Regions from separate parts of the Macaca mulatta genome. Here region 2 is linked to region 1. The links are chromatin contacts, called in public Hi-C maps. All regions are on one chromosome and are shown on one strand. The core of a region is the stretch at or near the end of the contact, and the rest is flanking DNA. Distances in the headings are between cores, read along the strand shown. Region 1 holds the start of CD24 (CD24 molecule). Region 2 holds the start of RTN4IP1 (reticulon 4 interacting protein 1).

Evidence for each region. Hi-C and Micro-C count contacts between places; a contact is called where the count stands out from the background.
Region 2: a contact with region 1 is called in a Hi-C map of fetal cortex germinal zone, with 3 times the contacts expected there. The contact joins the promoter of RTN4IP1 here to the promoter of CD24 in region 1. A contact is called at or near these places in 2 of 14 Hi-C or Micro-C datasets (fetal cortex germinal zone and fetal cortical plate).

What each region holds. Positions count from the first base shown.
Region 1 is chr4:78,786,463-78,792,221 of T2T-MMU8v2.0, forward strand. CD24 (CD24 molecule) reads left to right here and starts at 3,306. Exons shown (of 2, transcript XM_077999634.1): 1 at 3,306-3,457. The coding sequence starts at 3,389.
Region 2 is chr4:79,112,604-79,118,362 of T2T-MMU8v2.0, forward strand. RTN4IP1 (reticulon 4 interacting protein 1) reads left to right here and starts at 2,652. Exons shown (of 9, transcript XM_028847305.2): 1 at 2,652-2,842. QRSL1 (glutaminyl-tRNA amidotransferase subunit QRSL1) reads right to left here and starts at 3,509. Exons shown (of 11, transcript NM_001257501.1): 1 at 3,465-3,509. The coding sequence starts at 3,488.

The DNA of each region.
Region 1 (5,759 bases), core at 2,056-4,555:
ATTACAGGCTTGAGCCATCGCGCCCGGCCTTAAGTTTTTTTTTTGAGACAGAGTCTCTCTCTGTTGCCCAGGCTGGAGTACAGTGGCGCAATCTCGGCTCACTGCAACCTCCGCCTCCTGGGTTCAAGCGATTCTCCTACCTCTCTGCCTCCTGAGTAACTGGGACTACAGGTGTGTGCCACCATGCCCAGCTAATTTTTTGTATTTTTAGTAGAGACAGGGTTTCGTCATGTTAGCTAGGATGGTCTCGATCTCCTGACCGTGTGATCTGCCCACCTCGGCCTCCCAAAGTGCTGGGATTATAGGTGTGAGCCACCGCGCCCAGCCATGACTCAGTTTTTATTAGCAAAAAAACTACGAAAAACCAGGAGAAGCGGATGAATAATAGGAAGAAAGAATTATAAACCAAAAGAACTGCAAAGGAAAAATCAGGCAGTTTTCTTGAGTTTCTAGCTGTACAGGAAACAGGGTAGGGTGGAGACCTGTAGAGAAGATTCTTACCTGGGTTGGGCCTCCAGTTGTCAAAGACCTGGGCAACACCTCCAGTAGGATGCCCAGGGGGAGCTCCTGGGCAGAGGTGAAGGGCTTTGCTCTGTGAATTATCCAGTCTCATTAGCTGGTGATGAAATGGTTCACAAAGCACAGATCCCAAGTGCCTTGCCAGTTTTGGGAATTATTTGGAGACTGATATTCTTTCACGTATTACACAGAGGCAGAGAAGGTAATTACCTTCTGGTTCCTGGCACCTTCAGTGGAAGAGTAAATATTAAGTGAGAGCTACTACTCTGAGGCAGGCAGTATTCTAATATTTACATATACAATAACTCTTTAATAACTAATTACTAATGATGTTATTATCTCCATTTTATAGATGAAGGAACTGAGGCTTTTTGTCTCCAGCAAAATTAGCAGAGCCACGGCTTGAACTCTGGCAGTCTGTCTTTAGAGGCTGTCTTATTCTAGGAATACCACCAGTTAGTTCAACAAGCAGCTTGTGGAGGACATACTATGCTCCCTGCCTTGGAACCCGGCACTCCTGAGTCACAAACAGTCCATATTTTCACCCGGAAAAGGAATGGAGAAGCTGGACCAGAGTATTTATTCTTTCTTTCTTCCTTTTCTTTTTCTTCCTTTCCTCCCCTCCCTCCTTCCTTCCCTCCCTCCCTTCCTCTCTCTCTCTCTCTTTCATTCATTCAGAGTTTTGCTCTTGTTGCCCAGGCTGGAGTGCAATGGCCTGATCTCTGCTCACTGCAACCTCCACCTCTCAGGTTCAAGCTATTCTCCTGCCTCAGCCTCCCAAGTAGCTGGGATTACAAGGTATGAGCAACCACGCATGGCTAATTTTGTATTTTTAGTAGAGACAGGGTTTCACCATGTTGGTCAGGTTTGTCTCGAACTCCTGACCTCAGGTGATCCGCCAGCCTCAGCCTCCTAAACTGCTGGAATTACAGGCGTGAGCCACCACGCCCGGCCAAAGTATTTCTATACAATGTGGTACACTGTTAAACAGGAAAGTCCACTTGTGCTCGACAGAAATTCTTGTGTTCCCAAGCACATCTTAAACGTGCTTGGAAAGTTACTGAGCAAGTGACTGACCTTCAAGGCACAAACCGATTCGGTCACTATTCAGTCAACAGACCCATTGCAGATTTCATTGTCGCTTTGCTTCCCTGAAACTTACTTTGTTTTAATGAGACTGTTCTGAAAAAGTGAAATTTAAACAAATTTAGAATCTTCCTACTCTGTGGTTTGCTTTAAAGACTGAAAAATGCTTGGGCTAAACCTTAAATAAAAAGATCAAGTCTTGCAATTAAAAATTGAACCAAAAATACTAACGAGAGTGTTCTGCAACAGTGAAATTTAAACAAATTTTCAACCATACTAGGTTTGGTCTCTGCTGTTTGCTTTAAAGATTGAAAAACACTTGGGCTAAACCTTCAATAAAAAGATTAGGTCTTGCAATTAAAATTTAAACTCAAAATACTCCACCAGTAAAATTACTTCAACTTTTATTGTGTACTTGAAAGTTTTCACAAGATGGATAGGAAAAAGGTATTCCACCAAAATCTAAAGAGTGATGACGAATCTCCTCTTTGTGCCAGTTCATTAAATTGCCTAATGGCAACTACGGATAAGTAAATGCCTTTAACCCGAACGGTTTTGCTCTTTAAACGAATGACGGGCAACAGAGACCGAAAAAGTGTATCCCCAGGAATTCGAGAAGGACGGTGAATTGTAGTGGTACCGCCAGGAGGGGAGGCTCCTGCCCCCTGAGTAGAACCAGGGAGCAGAGCCGCTCGGGGTGGGCGGTGGGGGCTTCAGGACCGCGGAGGGGATCCCCTCAGGGTGGGCCGTCTCCTCCTCGCCCGCCGCAGGCAGGAGCGGGGGGGACCGAAACCCTGTAGTTTGCAGCGTCCGGCAGCGGGTCCGCGCCCAGCGAGAGGCTCCCCAGCTCCGGGGAGGATGCGGACCCGGGACGCCCCCGTGAGCTCGCTGCGCCTGCCTGACACGAGGCGCTCACAAAACAAAGCAAGGGCTTCGGGGAGGGCGCGGCCGCGGGGCCGAGCGCGCAGATCGCTCCGGACCCGGGCACCGCCTGCGAGCCGCGCCGACCAGCAGGGAAGGGTTAGCGCTAGGCGGCGCCCGGGTCCAGTCTGCCAGGGTGAGTGTCCGGCCCGCGTCCCCGCCACGCCCGCTGCGTTCCCCTTTCCTCTGCGGCGGGCCGAGAGATAACCCCGCCCGAGGAGCCCCGGCGCCCGCCCCCCACGCGGGTCGCACTGGAATTCGCAGCCCCTCTCGGGTCTCCGGGGCACATTTTGCAGTCTGGGTGGCAATGCACTTGCTCCAGGACCAGCTGCTGCCCAGCCGCGGCGGACGGGCGGACTTTTCTTTTGGGGGGTAAGATGGCAGGTCCCGGGAAACAAAGGAAACTTGGGCCCGGCCCCCAGCGCGGCGTGTGTGGCTCGCATGTGTGCCCCGGGTCCTGTGTGGAGTCGCTGGGCGCCTGTGCCAGCCTGCCCGCTGCCCGCAGCCGGCGCGGGGAAACCAGCCGGGTAACAGCAGCCGGCGGCGCCCGCCCACCTGCGGCGGCGCCCGCCCGGGGAGCTCCCTCGCGGGCCGGACCCGCGGCGGCGGTGGCGGTGGCGGCGGCGGGGGAGGGGGCGCTGGGGAGCCCAGAGCAGGGCGGGGAAGGCTGGGAGGCGGCGGGCGGCGGCGGAGGGGAGCCGGGGTGGGCGGGCGGCGCCACGTCACGGCTATTGTGGCTGTCCTGGTATATAAGGTCCCGCCGGCTCGCCGCGCTCCCCACCTTTCCTGCGCCCGCCCGGAGCCAGAGGTTCCTCAGGTACCCGGCATCCAGCGAGACGCGCAGCGCACCGACGGAGGGGACATGGGCAGAGCAATGGTGGCCAGACTCGGGCTGGGGCTGCTGCTGCTGGCACTGCTCCTACCCACGCAGGTGAGGCCCTGGCGCCCGGCGGGGCTCAGGGCCGTGCCCGGGGTGGGGGCGGGGGAGATGGACCAGGTCCCGGGGGCCGTCCTGCGCCCATACTTCGGGCCACGGACAGGGACTGGGAGAGAATCTTGCTTAGCTGACCAGGGGAGAGGGCCATGTGGACCCCATTTTTCCACTCCCTTGCGTGCTGCCCCCTCCCCTCCCACGGCCCTGGGAACAATGCAGCTCCGCGCGCGGGCTGAGAGGACTCAGCCCCACCCCAGGTTCCACGCTGTCCCTTCCCAGGCGGCCAGGTGCCTGCTTCCCACTTTCACCCAGAGGCCCGAGGTGCCCGCAGGGATTAGCGCCTGGAGAGCTCAGGCTCCCGGGCGACGTCGTCCCTGGGTCCCCTGAGGACCCGCTTCCCCCTACGAGTGTCTTCGCGCTCCCCGAGCTCTACACAAAGACAGGCGACCGTCCCTTTCGGGGAGGGCGGCTCACGCCCATCCTCCACCCTCGGAGTTGGACTGGGGATCCCGGAGAAGCTACGGCTATCCGGCTCTTTTTAAATCCCAATCCCGGGAGGTTCGGCGCTGGAGCCGAGGTGGGGACCCTCTCCTGACGCCGCGTTCTCTGCGAGGCAATCTTTCACGTCCATTGCTTGTCATCTTAGGATCCCCATGTTATTTTAGCCCAGATTGGCTAGTTCTGGGGAGGCGGCATGGTGGGACGATTCTGTCCCGAGTCCCCGCCAGGCTTTGTCCGGGTCGCCGCTACCAGCGCCTTCTCCCTAGACCCTCTATCCGGGGAATCTCGCCTCGGGTGCGGGTACCGGGGACCGCGCAGCGCTGCCTCGTGGGTGGATGGATGCACGGTGCAGGCGAGGGAGACCGGGGGCTGGGCCTGGGAGACCCTAGCGGGGGCGGGGGCTAAGAAGGTACGTTTGTCCGGGGGAGTTCGGGTTTGGGGGATGGGAGTGAGGGCTCTCCAGCGCCTTCGGTTGGGGTTAATAGAGGACTGTCTCTGGGGCTTCTCCCCCAAAAGTTGGGCGCGCTGGGCCCTCCGTCCCCAGACATCGAACGTCTGGGCTCACGTGGGAGTGCAGCCTGAAAATGTGCAGCGCTCTTCCCCACCGCGGGCCGGGTAACCGTACCCTATTGTCTTCCTCCCAGTCCGCTGCGCTCCCGAGCCCTCCTCAATTCTTTGATGGGGGAGGGGCGCGGCCGCGAGAAACCGGCCCCCTCTACTCCCCGCCCCATCTTCTCTCCGACCAGATTTTTTCCTCCAACATTGTAAGTGAGAAGTTTTAATAATGCGAATAAATCTAGCTTCGGAGAGAAAATTTTGTTTAGTGTCCGTTTAATAAATTTTTGTTGGTGTAGAGGATCTTTAGATCCTCAGATTGATACACCGGGTTTTAAAAAGAAAATATCACCTGCAGCACTAAAACTAATTGTATGAATAAAGAACAGGTTACTTTCAGGGATCCCAAACAAGGTGTCCAAAACAGGCACCCTGTTTTAAGTAAATTACCATATTAATGCTTTTCTTTATTGGGAGTGCCGTTTCCTGATGGGACACACTAAATCTTGCACACAGTAGGTGCCCAATAAATAAATTGGACTTGATACAGATTTTTTTGTTGTTGTCACTAATCTATTTTGGATAGAATTTGTACATTTCTTTAGTCAATATTTGTTTAATGACTTTATGGATTTACAACAAAAGGAGCTGGTGCTGATGTAGGAGGGCTTTATCTTTGGATTAATAGGCAGCCAAATGTACATGGGGCCCAGACTCTTGCCTGGTGCCACGTCCTCCCTCCCGCCTGTAATCAGAAGCCCTTGTAAACCCTCCCTTGCAGTGAGGGCTGAAAACTCCGATCTGCCTTTGTTCCATGACAAAGGAGAGATTATCACGTGCCCTACTGGACTGTGCATTTCGTGGCTTGAAAAATCAGTGGTGAATGATGCCACTCAGACGCTGGGACACTGGGAGAACCTTGGTTCTTGGCCACAGCACTGAGCTTAGTGACCAGTGAGGCTGCTGCTGGTGAAACTTAACACCATACCCTCTCGCTGTCTTTTGTGAAATCGTTCCGACCTCATGGTGTTTTCTTGAAGTCATTCTGCCTTAAAGGAAAGACTCATTTTCTCTTTCAATTTAACACAAATATTGTGGCCATTTTTTAGAAGAATTATTTCAAATTTCAAGGGAGAAGATAAGACTGCAGTTCCCCCCTTAAGGAAAAGGCTAAGTTTCCAAGGCTGTATTAAATGAGTATGTGAAAGTTACCTAGCAAATCCAGGATAGACACAGACCCAAT
Region 2 (5,759 bases), core at 1,402-3,901, 330 kb after region 1:
TTTCCCCTCTTCAACTGATTATCTCAATTAAGGTATTATGAAGAAATTTGAACTGTTATAATTTACAACAATGGGTGAACAAATCGTTCAACCTTGCCAGGCATCTGTACATATGTAAAATATAACTAAATTGAAAGATAATTTGTATGAATTAATTAATCTCTAATTGGTAGAATTTAGGGCATCAGTACAGTGATGTGGAAAAAATACAAAGTAGACAGAAGGTAGTTTTAGAGCTGGGGAAATAACCACCAAATGTTTTGCATGCTAGGCATTAATAGGTATTCATTAAAGGAGTGATTAAGTAAAAGCAATCATGCCAAGGCAACCTCTGGGTCTTCCCCTGGGTCAGCTCTCCTGAATAGTTCTTTTTCCCCCATGACGCAAAAGTTGTTTTTCATTATGGCTCACTCAATGACACCAGAGAGAAGTAGCACTAAAAAAGGTAGCACTTAAGGAGCTATGACAGTTGTCAAAATCAAAATAGAGTCACTTGTGTTAAAATCCTGACTAATGGAGTCAAGGAAGGTCAAGAAGAGAGGGTTCTCATGCACGAATGCCTGATAAGAAGAACTATCACACTCCAGCTGACAAGGGATTGATAACCGAAGTATATAAGGAGTTCAAAAAACTCAACAGGAAAAAAAAATCCAATAATCAAATTAAAAATGGGCAAAAGATCAGAATAGACATTTCTCAAAAGAAAGACATATAAATGGCAAACCGGTATATGAAAACGTGCTCAACATCACTGATCATTAGAGAACTGCAAATCAAAACTACAATGAGGTATCATCTCACTCCACTTAAAATGGCTTCTTCCAAAAGACAGGCAATAATGAATGCTGGTGAGGATAGAGAAAAGTTGGTTGAAATGTAAATTACTACAGCCACTATGGAGAATAGTATGGAGGTTCCTCAAAAACCTAAAAATAGAACTACTGGTTGGGCACAGTGGCTCACAGCTGTAATCCTAGCACTTTGGGAGGCTGAGAGAGGAGGATTGCTTGAGGCCAATAATTCAAGACCAACCTGGCCAACACAGTGAGACCCTGTCTCTAAAAAAAAAAAATTAAAAATAAATTAAAAAAAATAGCACAACCATATGATCCAGCAATCTCACTGCTAGGTATATACGCACCTAAAGGAAAGAAAATCAACATAGCAAAGACATATCTGCTCTCTCATGTTTCTTGCAGCACTATTCACAATAGCCAAGATTTGAAAGCAACCTAAGTATCTACCAACAGATGAATGGATAGAGAAAATGTCCTACATGTACACAATGGAGTACTATTCAGCCATAAAAAGAATGAGAGCCTGTCATTTGCAACAACATGGATGGAACTGGAGGGCATTATGTTAAGTGAAATAAGCCATGCACAGAAAGACAAAATCCCATGTTCTCACCTATTTGTGGGAGTTAAAAATTAAAACAATTGATCTCGTGGAGGTAGAGTAGAATGATGGTTACCAGAAGCTAGAAAGGGTAGTAGTAGGGGTGGGAAGTGGGGATGGGTAATGGGTACAAAAATATAGTTAGACAGAATGAATAAGATACAGTATTTGATAGCACAGTGGGTGATTACAGTCAACAATAATTTATTGTACATTTAAAAATAACTAAAAGAGTATAACTGGAATGTTTGTAACACAAAGAAATGATAAATGCTTGAGGTGATGGACACACCATTTACTCTGATGTGATTACTATGCATTGTATGCCTATATCAAAATATCTCATGTGCCCCATAAATACGTACAACTACTATGTACCCATTAAAATTTTTTAAAAAACAACAATCATAAGACTGCAAAAAACACAACCTTGCACAGAGGCCATTGCAACCTTCCACACACACAAGTACTTCTGTAAGGATGTCTGTCCAGCAACTGGCCATTCAACCTTGGACTGATGCCACCTTTGTGACTGATCCTTGTGGCCAAGGATAACTGATTCAAAATAATTTATGTAATCTTTTTCTTTCTGTCTTTAAAAACATCCTTTGCCCCAACCTCCTTGAGTAGGCACATAGTTTACTATATCACACATATTCCCATTGCATTGCTACCCCAAAATAAATATTTTCTTTAGAGTCTCTTTCTGTTACTTAGATTGCCAGTGGAAAAGGCAGAAAAAGGAAATACCATATTTTTATAGGTTGTATTTAATTTTAAAACAAGTTTTGGGTGTTGTCCATTTATTAATTTATTTTTTAAAGAAAAAATTTGATTCGATACAATTTAAAATGGTAAAATAATAATGTATTTTGGGGAGGAACTATTTATTATTTAAAGCCTGTGGATTTAAAGTTCTCATTATATATTACAGCTATCTATAATTATAATTCCAGGCTGCCAGCTGGGAAACAAACAAACAAACAAAACGACAACTTCTAGGGTGGAATAAAAAGGAAGATGGAAGGCAGTTTAGGTCCTCAGCGCCTACTTCTTACCAGAAATCACCTGAAGCCCCCATTAAACCATACTCCTGAACCTACCACACAGATCTAATTAAGTCTAGAGTGGGACATAGCTTTAGTTTTAATAGGTGCTTCACGTGACTCTGATAGCAACTGGCCTGCAGGCAGTTCTAAGGTTGAGTGATGGAAGTAAAAAGGAAGTAAAAAGACCTGAATTAAAGCTTAACAGCAGACATAACGTGAGAGGGCAGATTCCAGCCATATCTGCAAGACAGAATGAACAGGGCTTAATGATTTACTGGATATGAAAGATGAGGAAGAATCTAAGGGCAAATGAGAGAATATTTGTGCCATTAAAAATAGACTATTAAGAATTCAGAAATACCAGAGCTTTTGTTTTTTAAGACGGCGGTTGAGAGGTAAGTCCTGTTACAATGATTACTTCACTGATTAAAGTGAATTTGAGGGTGCTTACGTGACATTTAGAAGAACTGCCCAGAAGGCGTTCACAAATACAGCCTAGAGTTCAAACATGACGTCCAGGAAATGGAGACACGGGTTCGGGAATCCCTGGTATCTTAGTGGTTGGTAAATCCTAGAGAACGAATTCTTTGAAAAAGCCCAAACATTACTGGTTTGAATTTTGCAAACTACAGTTTCGCCGGGCTTCTTAGCGACAACTGCAGCTAAGTGTCGGGGACAGAAGAGAGACTGAAGTGGCCCCGCAAGCCCCCTTTATCTGGCAAAGCCCACTCCGAGACCATCCGGTGCCCGACCCACACCAGAACAAACGTCTAATGGTGAGAAGCCGATTCACCACCCCACAGATCCGCGGTGCAGAGATTTCCCTGCTAAGGCCCTAACTCCTGAATGGGTACGGCAAGTACATCCCAAGGACCGAAAGGTACCTATCCCCCACTCAGTTCAAGAGAAGGCAGCGAGGTGGGCCAAAATGCGTGGTAAAGCCCAGGGACTCTTTGTCAACGAAGTCCGCTTAACTTTCCGCCTTCCCGGGGGCCTCAGCGAGCCAATTCCACTCACTTCTTGGAGGGTCCGGCCCAGCATGGTCCTCGTGCCCAGCCTGCCACCATAGGAGCCAGGCAAGGAGGAAAAAGAGGTCACCGGTCGCTAGTGATGGTACATGGCCGCAGCCATCTTTAATTGTCACTGAGCCCTTCAACATCGAGTACTTGGATTGGTTTAATTGCAGCCCGAGGAAATGATCTTTGCAGGCGATTGGTTGGCGCCGTAAAGCCACCCCGGCGGCTGAGGAGAGCGGGCAGGCAAGGAGATTCCGGGTCAGGGTCGCGGCGGCAGTCGGCAAGCGTTCGATTCTCTGGCGTTGGACCGAGAGCGGTGTCTGCCTGTCCCGCCGAAGGTTCCCAGGACAGGGCAGGGATCTAGGGGGTTTGCGCACCTGCTTTTTTATCCCCCCCCCCTTTTTTTTTAGAAGGGGAGAGGGTGAAAGGGAGGGAGGAGAATAGACAGAATACTGACTGGAACGTTGATTGGAGCATTTCATATGCGAAGAGCAGAATAAAAGTTCCATATTCTTTCAGTTTCTCCATTAGATTAGCTTCATTTTCGAATGCTCCGTTTTGCATGCTTAATTTTGAAACTAGCCGGTGGTTTGGCAGAATTTGACCGAATTCAGGGGTGAGAGTTTGATCCAGTCCAAGTGTATTTGAATTTGAGCACGCCGTTCAACCAGTGTTTGCAATGGAATTTCTGAAGACTTACGTACTTAGAAGAAATGCATGCACTGCGGTTTGCTTCTGGAGAAGCAAAGTTGTCCAAAAGCCTTCAGTTAGAAGGATTAGTACTACCTCTCCAAGGAGCACTATCATGCCTGCTTGGGTGATAGATAAATACGGGAAGAATGAAGTACTTCGATTCACTCAGAACATGCTGATACCTATCATACACTATCCAAATGAAGTCATTGTCAAAGTTCACGCTGCCAGTGTAAATCCTATAGACGTTAATATGAGAAGTAAGTTTTCAAAAGACATTACCTTTTTTTAAAAAAGTCATTATTTAATAAGGTATGCGGTTTTTAAAAATTTGACTACGCTTCTTTGGTTAACTCAAATGAATCATTTAGGTTTTTAACAATACCTCTGCAAATATTATTTCCAAAATTTTTGAAATTGCAATGGCCAGGGTATCTTTCTGGCCATTTGTCTTGATAAAATATAAGCTTGATTGTTTTCATGCGTCCTTAAATATGTAAGTTCAGACTTGAGAACTGTGTCTGTAGCTTTTTTTTTTTTTTTTTTTTTTTTTTTTTTGAGACTGAGTCTCTGTCACCCAGGCTGGAGTGCAGTGGCCTGCTCACTGCAACCTCCGCCTCCTGGGTTCAAGCAAAATTTCTCCTGCCTCAGCCTCCGGAGTAGCTGGGATTACAGGCGCGTGCCACCACGCCAGGCAAATTTTTTTTGTATTTTTAGTAGAGATGGGGTTTCACCATGTTGGTCAGGCTGGTCTCCAACTCCTGACCTCAGGTGATCCGCCTGCCTCGGCCTCCCAAAGTGCTGGGATTACAGACTAGTCACTGCGCCCGGCTTATCTCTGTAGCTAAATTTCTGTCCGGGGAACTTTGTGGTATTCTGAGATCCGTCACAGGCTTCGGCAGTCTGGTTATGTTTCCTCGTCAGTTCAGAATTTGTGGGGTTTTTTGTTTGTTTTTGAGACAGAATCTCGCTCTATTGCCAGGCTGGAGTGCAATGGCGCGTTCTTGGCTCACTGCAGCCTCCGCCTTCCGGGTTCAAACAATTCTCCTGCCTCAGCCTCCCAAGTAGCTGGGACTACAGACATGCGCCGACACGCCCAGCTAAGTTTTGTATTTTTAGTAGAGACGGGGGGTGGGGGTGGGGGGATGGCGGGGAGGGGGGGCGTTCACTGCGTTGGTGGGAGACTGAGGCAGGAGAATCGCTTGAACCTGGAAGGCGGAGGTTGTAGTGAGCCAAGAACACGCCATTGCACTCCAGCCTGGCGATAGAGTGAGACTCCGTCTCAAAAGAAAAAATAAATAAAAATAATGAATTGAATTGACTTTACTGTGATTGTCTCATGAAATCTACATCTGTATTCTTTGTTTTGAAGTAATAATTGCTACTACCAGTTGAGCATGCCGTTTTCCTTTATTCTTTTTACATTAGGCTTGAAGAGAGTTCAGTTTTTTATAAGATATGTCTTTTAGTGGTAAGTTACTCAATGGTCAGCATGTTTTTTCATCTCCTTTGATTGTAAGTTCTTTCAAGATAGATCCCATGCTTTGTCAACCTGTTTCAGCGCTTCACATACGCAGTTGTCATTCAGCCAATATTTCTATGC